Regions from separate parts of the Lactuca sativa genome. Here region 1 is linked to region 2. Evidence: chromatin contacts called from public Hi-C data. All regions are on one chromosome and are shown on one strand. The core of a region is the stretch at or near the end of the contact, and the rest is flanking DNA. Distances in the headings are between cores, read along the strand shown. Region 1 holds the start of LOC111911333 (dof zinc finger protein DOF3.4). Region 2 holds the start of LOC111908121 (nuclear pore complex protein NUP58).

Region 1 (5,356 bases), core at 423-2,922, 760 kb before region 2:
CTAATACTCAGTATATATATATATATATATATATATATATATATATATATATATATATATATATATATATATATATATATATATATATATATATATATATTATGTTAAACTCATTTTTAGCCAGCCATACATTATTATGAATCTTGAAAAAAAATTCCAAGGTTTTCACATCGAAAGTCATCAAATCAGAGTATTAAAAGTAAATTTTTTTTTTCCTTTTTTTTTTCTGTAAAAGAAACACTTTGCATGTGAAGAGGACGCGGATTGCTAAGCTTGAAAAGACGAGGAACATTTAAACAAACAGTGAGTTGCAAAAGTATGTGATACAGATTAAACACTCTTTAATTAAAAGCACACATACATCGTATTAAATAACAAACCATATTCATATACCACACCCCAAATTAATCACCAGAAACTGAAGTAACTGCAAACCCTAAGCTATGATCATAACTATGAATTAACAAAAAAAAAATGAAATAAAAATATTCTTGATTTAAGGGTATGCACCATTAGCAGCAGCTAGATCGGACCATGGAAGGCTTTGATTCCAAAACCCCAGCTCACCACTCGCAAGAACTGGAGAAGAATCCAAGATCGTTGAAGTTGATATTGAGGATGAAGTGTTGGCGACATTGCTACCCAAGATCAAAGGTGTCGTTTGATCATGATGGAAGTAGTTAACAGGAGATGATGATCTCAACCGTTGATACCGTTGACCTTGATTGTTTTCTGTATTTTGAACTTCATGACCACTGTTCATCATCCCTTGTTGATGTTGTTCATGGTGGTTTTGTTGAGCTTGTTGGTTTACTTGATTGTTTCTCCACAAAGAGCTGCATAGTCCTAATGATGATGCTTGACCTAAAGGTTCGAATCCTAGGTTAGACATGTGTGATCCAACCATAAAGCCTTGATCTTTGATGTGGGTTACGGAATTTGATGCAAAATTAGGGTTAGGGTTTTGTGTGGCTCTGAGTAGTGAAAGAAGATGAGAGGTTTGTGGAGGAGCAGACCATAGAATTGGGTTGTGAGTAAATTCATGTTCGAAACCGTTGATGAAACCGGACTTTCCAAGCTCAGATGAAACTACAGCTTTCAGTTTTCCGTTGGAGGAGATTGGTTTTCCGATGGTGGTTGCTATGGTAGTGCCTTTGTTTTTCCGGCAACCACCACCAATTGGGACGTTACGTAGTGCTCCGCCTTTGGTCCAGTAACGCCTGCAAGTCTTGCAGAAATGGCGTGGCTGAGTGAGGTTGTAGTTGTTGTAGTAACAAAACTTTGTGTTGGCGGAATCACATCGTGGGCATCTTAACTTCTGGTTGTCGGAGGTGGTGGGGTTGGCGGCTGTGGGGGCGTTGGTGGTGGCGGTGTTGGTGGTGGAAGAAGAGGGTGATGGAGAAGGCGAAGGTTCGAAGGCTCCAGATACAGGAAGATCTCTGTCTCTATTTAAAAGTCCAGTAGCACCTCCACCAAATAGCTCTTGGATCATCTTTAGCTTTCTCGATTTGAAGATGAATTTAAAGAAAGAAACAAGAAAGTGATGAGAAAAAAACAACAACAAAGTTGGATTTCTTGTACTCTTTGTGATGAAAATTAGGAGAGAGAAGAAATGGAAACAAGAGTTGCCTTTGTCGTTTGAATGGCTTTTGGCCAAAAAATAGGGAGATCAAGAATGTGAGGGTTCTTGCTTTAATATTGTAAAATCCCCGCGGGGGGGGGGGGGGGGGGGGGGGGGGGGGGGGGGGGGGGCGGGGGTGTTGATGCATATAAATAGTTTATTTACACATTTTTTTTAACAGGCAAATATATACATCTTAATTCCAGTCCAATATTTGATGAGACCTGAATTATCAACTTCAAAGTAGACAATATTGTTACTGTTGGGTTAAAAGTTTTTAGGTAAAATATTTCTGAATGTTACATTTTTAAGAGATTATTATTAATTTTTTTTTTATTGATTATTCAATATTATTGAAACACATCCTTCTTTGTTTTTTATTGACTATTCAATATACAACGATATATTTTTATGTTTTGTATATTTAATCTTTTATCTTTAAATTATTATTTTCTTTTACCTCATCAACTATATTTTATTTTATTTTATTTTTATTTATTTACTAATTAATTATTTATATTGAATATTTAGTGATATTTCTTTATGAAATATAAATTTAAAACAATTATGTAATATTTTTATAAATTTTATTTATTTATTGGTTTTTTCATATTATTTTTTCCAAGAAATGTATTGTGATAAATTACTTTTGAAATAAAATATTGTAATATTTCTAGTTATTTAAAGTGTTGCATGTATTTAAAAATGACTAGTTAAATGAAGGTCTTTTATAAAATATTTTAGATAGTGATAAATTTGTTAAACATAAAAAAAAAAACTAGCTTAACCAATAGAGATATAATTAATATAGAAGTTAAAATTAATAGAATGATAAAGTTACTATAACTTTTAAGTCATAATATATGATTATTACTGAAGATGCTTTGATTTAAATATTTTTCATATATGCTTTGATTTCAATATTTTTCATATATTAACAGCCACAAATTAGTGTAAACTATTTCAATTACAAGATAATATTTTTTTAATATTTTTAATAATAAAATGAAAATACATATGGGATTAAAAGAAATGATAGAAAGATTTTATTAAACAACATTATATTATACGTTATTTAAAAAGTTAAGCATTAGTTTTTCTTTTTTTTTTTTTTTTTATTATTTATAAGCATAAAAAATATTTTATTTAATTGGAAGTGCAAAATAATATAGATTTTAATTAATCAAAAAATAAAAATTATTATAAATAGTATTAAATAAAAAAAATATAAATATTTTATAACGTTAAGATATTTTTAGCTTCAAAACACTTCTATTGGTTCAAACTTTCAAAATAACTAAATTAATAGTTATTAAAGTAATCAGTTATAATAATAATTGAATTAATTACAGTTGTTAAACTAGTTTATAATCTGTAAGAACTATGATTATAAAATTAATTAAAATTGTTATATTAAAATTTAAAATTATTAATCAATTATTTTAAATAAATTATTAATGAAAATATATTTTTTTAGTTATATAAAATTATAATCGTTAATTTAAATAAATATAATGAATATAAATAGTTTATTTACAACATTTTTTTAACAGACAAATATATACATCTTAATTCCAGTCGAATATTTTATGAGACCTGAATTATCAACTTCAAAGTGGACAATATTGGTACTGTTAGGTTAAAAGTTTTCAGGTAAAATATTTATGTTTATTTTTTAGAGCTTATTATTACTTTTTATTGATTATTCAATATTATTGAAACACATATTTTTTTGTTTTTTATTGACTATTCAATATACAACAATATATTTTTATGTTTTGTATATTTAATCTTTTACTTTAAATTATTATTTTCTTTTACCTCATCAATGTATATTTTATTTTAAATTATTTATTTATTTATTTACTAATTAATTATTTATATTGAATATTTGAATATTTAGTGATATTTATTTATGAAATATAAATTTAAAACAGTCATGCAATATTTTATAAATTTTATTTATATATTGGTTTTTTCGTATTATTTTTTCCAAGAAATGTATTGTGATAAATTACTTTTGAAATAAACGCAAAAACATCATAAATGGTCCCTGTGGTTACCCAAAGTCTGAAGTTTAGTCCCCGTGGTTTAAAAACCTCATAGATGGTCCCTGTGGTTTCAAAACTTTTAACAAATGGTCATTTTCGCTAACTCCGTTAGCATTTAACTGTTAAGTGAAGGACATTTCTGTCATTTCATAACCACATGGATCATCTATGATGTTTTGCCTTATTTAAAAAAAAAGAAAAAAATATAATTATTTAATATTAAATCCCCCCACCATCTTTCTCTCTCTCTCTCTCTCTCATTCTCCTTTTCTCTCTCTCTCTCTCTCTCTATCTCTCTCTATCTCTCTCTCTCTCTCTCTCTCTCTCTCTCTCTCTCTCTCTCTCTCTCTCTCTCTCCCCCCCCGAAACCCTCGATCAGATCCTAAAAGGCACCACCACCCAGAATTCCTTAGCCGCCTCCATCTTCCACACAATAAATAATGGTGACTGAGATCTCTCATTCCTTCCTCCCATTGTCGCATCGCCTCCAGACTGTGTCACCTTCTTCCTCGACTTCTTGATTCTGGCTCCTAATCTAGATTCATGATGTGGAATTTGCGAGTCTTCAATCAAATTTTCAACTAGCATTATCAATCTTCTACTACTACTGCTCATCATCGATTCAATCCTAGTCTCAAAAATTAAGATTTCATGTTGTGGAATTCGTGAGTAATTCACTTAATTTGGAAGATCTGGTTAATTTGATCCCTATATCTAATTGCATTCCTTCCACTTTGATTGATCATTCCACTCTGTGAATTTACACTTGATGAAGCAACCGATTATTCAATCAATCGTTTCTTTTTCTTGATTAGAAATCTGATGATATGGTTACATTTACAAGGTTGTACTCATAGGTTACAACTAATAGGGGATGGGGCCATCGTCTTCATCAATTCGAGAAGGGAAAAAAACACGCAAGAAGCAGAAAAGGTTTGGTGTGGAAGATCTGTTGCCGAGACCGGCGATCCCGTTTTTCTGACGAGTTCTTTTCTTCCTTGGTATTTAACCCAACAATGGGACTGTGGGAACGAAGGGAAGACATCAATGACCAAGGGAGGGTGCTACACGACGTTGGTGAGCTCGAAGGGTGGTTTGGGAAGTTGGGGTTGGTCGTAATCACGAAGGGAAGAGCTGGGGATCAGGTCCGTCGGGATGGAGGCAGCCTCTTCTTGGCCGGTGGTGAAGAAAAATAGGAAGGGAAGAGAGAAGTGAGGGTAGAGAGAGAGAGAGAGAGTGTGTGTGTGTGTGAGAGAGAGAGAAAAAAAAAAGGAGAATGAGAGAGAGGGTGGGGCCATTTAATATTAAATAATTATATTTTTTCTTTGTTATTAAATAAGGCAAATCATCATAATCGGTCCCTGTGGTTGTGAAATGACAGAAATGCCCTTAGTTAACGGTTAAATGCTAACAGAGTTAGCGAAAAGGACCATTTGTTAAAAGTTTTGAAACCACAGGGACCATCTATGAGATTTTTAAACCTCGGGGACTAAATTTCAGATTTTGGATAACCACATGGACCATTTATGATGTTATTGTAATATTTCTAGTTATTTAAAGTGTTGCATGTATTTAAAAATGACTAGTTAAATGAAGGTCTTTTATAGAATATTTTAGATAATGATAAATTAGTTAAACATAAAAAACTAGCTTAACCAATAGAGATAAAATTAATATAGAAGTT
Region 2 (5,685 bases), core at 1,265-3,764:
TTTCACATTTTTTTCGGGTACAAATTACAATAATTAGTTGAAATGCTCTAAAAAAAACGAAACAAAAAAACAACGAGAAGAAATGGTAAAAAAAAACGACATTACCTCCTTCCTGTGCGACTTTTACCTCTTGCTTTCTGTAATTAACATGACAATTTTTACTATTAGTAACAACCATAAAAATAAATATCGTTAGATACAAAAATAAAAAAAATACTTTCATTGATTTTGTTTATTATATTTATAGCATCCTACTTCAATCTATTTCTATTAAAATACATACAAGTAATAAACAAATCTACTAAGCTTCAATTTAAGACAGTCAACGAAAACTTTGACTTACTGATTGAGTATTAAAGCTTGCCCCTGATCCTGTTGCTGCCCCTATATTCAATTCACACCAAAATTTAACAAATTAATAAACAAACAATGAAACATACGTTAACAAAAGTTACATAAATAGTCCCTATGGTTTACCAAAGGTCACAAACTCAGTCCTTGCTAACTTTTTAGAAGTTTGTAAATTAAAATTTATTAAAAAAAAAAAGGGTTACCTGTACCAAATGGTGTAGAAAATGTGGAGGCTCCACTTGCGGGATTTGAAGCAAACGGTGTAGAAAACAGGGATCCGCCACCTGTCGATGTGGGCCCCAACGCAGGTGTCGAAGTCGAAAACGCCCCAAAAATCGATGTTTGAGGGGTCCCGCCACTCGATCCAAACAAATTTGATGACGGGGCAGAAGGAGCAGGAGTTGAAAACAAAGAAGACGATGACGTGGCACCAAACGGAGTACTAAACAGCCCTGAACCAGACGCCACATTGGCAGCAGCCCCCACAGGTGGAGTAGCAACAGCAGCAGCAGATGACGTGGCAGCAGCAGGTGTTGCTGAGCTGGCAAGTAACGTGCCAGATGGCTGTGAGTTAGATGGGAGATGTAATGTCGGATGTACCCTTCGGGCAGCAGCTGCCCGTTTCGCGGTTTCTCTCCGGTCAGCCTCGAGAAACGGATCGTTTGTGTCTCCTCTTCCACGTTGATCAGAAAGATATGCGGTTTTCATCGACTCCATATACTGATGAATACTCTCCACCTTAAAAAAAATATATGAAATCATAAAGCAAATCATGATTCATGAAATTCATAATTGTTTGTTTATTAGTTATATATTTACCTTTGATGCTACATACACAAAGAAGTCATGAACGTTTGACATGACTTTTGGAAGAGATTCAAGCAACGAAGGGTTGGAATTCATGGAGTTGTTCTTGGAAGATTCTAGAAGCAGCTGTTCTAATTCCTCCACCCACTGGCGGCATTCGTGAAGATATTTATCAAATCTGGCAACTGTTTGTTGGAAGAATGGGGAGGGTTTGCGAGGGAGGCCGGTGTAGAAATCATATACAGGTACTATGGCGGAGGTTGTAGGTTGAGTGGTGGTGGTGGTGGTGGTTGGTGGAGCTCCGGGAGCTTGTGGTGGTGTTGTGGTGGTGGCTTTGTTTGGGTGTTGAAACCTGGAACGGAGGATCATGAAGGAACGAACAGCAATCTCTGTGTTTCTTAGCATGTCTTTGACATTTGATGTGAGTTCTTGTAACAGAAGCTTTTGTCGATCCATGGCTGTAGTGATTCCACCAAGTTCCTGTTGAAATAAAGTCGATAAGAAGTTTTTTTCATTACTTTTTACACTAAGAAGAAAGTACCTGAACAATGTGACTTGCATCAAGCTCAAAGCCATCATTGGAGACTGAAGAATCATAGAGTCTTCCACACTGATCCAAACGTTGGCTTTCATCTCTATACTCCAGTATTCTCTCTCTGTTACAAGTAACATTCAAATTCAGAATTCATTAAGTTTGTGCAAAACCCACACCGATATCATTCTAATTGCAGCTGTGTTTTGAAAATTCAATTAGTTAGCAAACGTGTTGTGAATCCTGATCTATTTAAAGGCGGAAAATCAGACTCATTGACATCTGAAATTGCAACGGAAACATACGTCTAATAAAGGAACATCGATTCTTCATGTGATTTTGATAAATTCATTGTATAATCAACAAAAAGGAAAAAACGCAAGTTATGGATGCATATAAATCTTACTCGATTTGAAGGAGAAACTTCTGAGAATCGGGATGGAGGTCGGACCATTTAGTCCCGTAGGTAGCCGGAGTCTTCTCATTTGTAAACAGAAAAAGTTGATTCTGTTGCTGCTGCAATTGCTGCTGTTGCTGTTGCAGAAGCTGTTGTTGCTGTGGTTGAAAGAAGGGGATGCCGCCACTCGGTTGAAACGGCGATTGCTGTTGTTGTTGTTGGGGTTGAAATAGTGAAGGTTGTTGTTGTTGTGGCGTGAATGAAAACGCCATTGCTACCTGTAACAGAGATTCAACTGCTGTGATGTGTTTGGCTGATGATTTTGACAGAATTGGGGCGAAGAAAGATCGGAAATTTTCAAAAACCCATTGCTTTAAAACCCTAGATTTATCAGACGATGAGAGGGAAACTTGAGGGAGAAAAGTAATTTGCGCTTCATGATGGACTTAACTTAACTTAGTCCATTGGAAACGGCCCACTTACAAGTTAGTGGATTTATCATTTGAGTAACCATTTATCCATCAATATTTAACAAATCTTTCATATTTTGTTTATATGTATTAAAACTCTTATATTTTCCCTTATTTTTAAGATTTATTTAAATATAGGTTTTTTTTTAGAGGTTACTTGTTATTTTGTGACATAACATTATTCTTTTTAAGTTGGCAAGGAAAAAATTTAAACAATGTCAGTTATTTTTGCTTGAATAAATGATCGTTCATTAAATGATTTATTTATCATGTTTTACCTTATATAAGAGGCAAAGTCACTTATTTTTGTTTTCATGTTAACACGAAAATGAAAAAAATAAATGTCAAAAACAACCGGTAATTTCTTTATTAAATTGTATATTTGAATTATGTGAAAGGTAAATGAAAATATAAGTTTTCTGAATAAAAACAATATGTAAGAGTTTTTATAAATGATTGTATTTTTCTATATTTGTCCTTGTGTTAAGTTATAAAAATAATTGATTTAGTTTGATATATAGAAAATGAAATAATCATAAACGAACAAATTGGAAAATGTCTTCTTAAGAATTGACTATCTTTTAACATTATTAATAACATAACCAGATATATTTTGGTATATATGTGTTTTTCTTATTTGCAAATATGTACCAAATGTGCCTTTTATTTGACATTTGGTATTTTGTTGGATTCACATACATTTCTTAAAATGTCACAGAAATTTTGAGGAAATTTTGGATAGGTCATTGAAACTCACATCGTATGAGTTTAGGGAAAAAAATTGTCTTTAAAAAACATTTAAGCATTTTTAAAGAGTTATATTAGTTCCCCAACAATTTACATAACATGAAAAGGTTTGAAAGTTTAATATTCGAGGGTGTTGAATTATAACAAAACAAAACTCAAAAGTGAACAACTACATACTTAAAATTTTAAGAATATCCAATATATCTCTTTTGTACATGCTTCAATCTCTAAATTTGAGTGTACATCAAAATAGTAACCTAAGACATGAAAAGCCTAGTTGATAACCTGTAGTTTAACTTCCGAATGAAATTGGATGGAAATAGTCCAACTCTAAAGTCAAACTCAAAAAATAAATGGATGGAAATAATCCAACTCTAAAGTCAAACTCACAAAATAATTTCAATATCATTTTAACCCAAGTTTTCTACACTCAAAACTAGTCACTTTTTATTATGGCTTCGATGGAATAATGGCACAAACAAGATAATAGCATCACACCTAACAATTGTCTAGAGTCTCTGATTATAAGTCCAACATTTTTGAGATGTGTGACCATCCCACATGGGACCATGGAATGGGTTTGCAAAGTATATCCTTAACTTAAAGCTTAAGTGTCACATAGAGGAAATTGTCACAAAGAAAAAACTTCAACACAAATGAAATAGTCACACACACAAAATAGGATAATTCCCAAAAGTGACCCGTAAATCCTAAGTGTATACACATATATGATGCTTAGACAAGCTTTCAAATTGAATTTAATATTTCCCCAAATAATACACTTTCAAGATATGTTTCATGTATGCAACAATAACATATAATAGTCACCTCAAGTCTTCTATTTATTCTTTACACTTCACTTTCGTTATAATATGGTTTGGGGACTTAATGTCCACCTAATATTAACAATAGTTAGGTAAAAACCTCTTTTTGTGCCACCAACACCCATTTCTCGAATCATTTCAACTTTTCTAATATCTTATGAATTAAACTTATCCTGATGAGACGTTTCTCTCTTTGTATCTACACAATAGGGATTGATATTTTCTTCCATGTGATGCCTTAAACAGATCCATCCTAATAATTGATTTGTAACTATTATTATATGAAAATTCAATTAACAGGAGATACTCATCCGGTCATCCCAATTTCCATCAAATTCGAAAATACATACATGAAGCATATCTTCTAATATTTGGATGCTTCTTTTACTTTGCATGTTGGTGTGTGGGTGATAAGGGTGCTTAAACATAGTTTGAGTAGTCGATGCTTCTACAGTGGTCTCGTTAAACAACAGTCAGGTTGATGAGCGCTTGAATTATGTGGAGAAGCCCCTGGCGATTCTAGATAGGAAAACTAAGACTCTTCGTAACAAGGAGGTGAGTCTAGTGAAGGTGTAATGGCAGCACCGCAAGGGCTTTGAGTGGACGTGGGAACCAGAGGGCGAAATGAGGGAGCACTATCTAGAATTATTCGAGGGAGCAGACTTAGGGGACGAAATCTAATTCAAGTGGGGGAGATTTGTAACATTCTGAATGCAGGTATTTACCATTTTAACCCTTGGAATGAAACGTATTTGCAAAGGAGGTCCCTACGTACGCTGGGCGTAAATATGCGTATGCTTAGCGAACTAGGGTGGTTTGGACGCGGACATGCACCACGTACTCGGGGTGTACTAAGGCATACGCAGTGGCCTAGGACAAAAACCCTAATTTTAAGGCATGAACCCTATTTAAACACTCTTATGCCATTTGGACCTAACCCTAAACATCCTCCATTGCCTCTTATCGTCCCTAAACCCTAGTTTGCAAGTGAGTGTGATCCTCAAGCTTAAAAGTGATTTTGATGGCCATTTTAGTGGGTTTGCAAGAAGGAGAAGGTGGTGATCAAGTCTAGGACTGTTTGAGCTTCTAGATCCTACATCTACTTCATCTTAGGAAACTTTTGTAGGTAAAAAGTTCATACCTTGCTTATCCTTTTGCTAGTTTGAGTTAGGATTTGGTAATAAGTCCATTTTTGGTCCATGGATCCTCTCTTGTGAGTTTGAGCAACTCTAGAGGTTAGAAATGTTAGATATGAGTTCCTTTGGCATGTTAAAAGCATAAAAATGCAAACTTGATGGTTGTTATGGCCCCATGCATGAGTGTAAGATCTTAAAGGGAGTCTTAATGGATAAAATAACGTGTTGGGTTCGCATGGCATGCAAAGGCATAAAGTTGCCAACTTTATGCCCTAGGACCTTTAAAATGACCAAGATCTAGAATTGGACGACGTGGCTACATGAAGTAAGCACTTAATGGCTATATGTGGAAAACAGCTTGCACGCTAAGCATACTAGTTTGTACGTTACACATACCGACAAGGGGCCTAGCTAGTATGCT

Evidence for each region. A called contact is a pair of places that touch in the nucleus more often than the background predicts.
Region 1: a contact with region 2 is called in a Hi-C map of leaf, with 4 times the contacts expected there. The contact joins the promoter of LOC111911333 here to the promoter of LOC111908121 in region 2. A contact is called at or near these places in 2 of 4 Hi-C or Micro-C datasets (leaf and seed).

What each region holds. Positions count from the first base shown.
Region 1 is chr4:394,354,916-394,360,271 of Lsat_Salinas_v11, reverse strand. LOC111911333 (dof zinc finger protein DOF3.4) reads right to left here and starts at 1,672. Exons shown (of 1, transcript XM_023907132.3): 1 at 322-1,672. The coding sequence starts at 1,492. The coding sequence ends at 497.
Region 2 is chr4:393,598,878-393,604,562 of Lsat_Salinas_v11, reverse strand. LOC111908121 (nuclear pore complex protein NUP58) reads right to left here and starts at 2,514. Exons shown (of 6, transcript XM_023903963.3): 1 at 2,097-2,514; 2 at 1,700-1,814; 3 at 1,171-1,638; 4 at 555-1,089; 5 at 344-384; 6 at 1-137. The coding sequence starts at 2,359. The coding sequence ends at 102.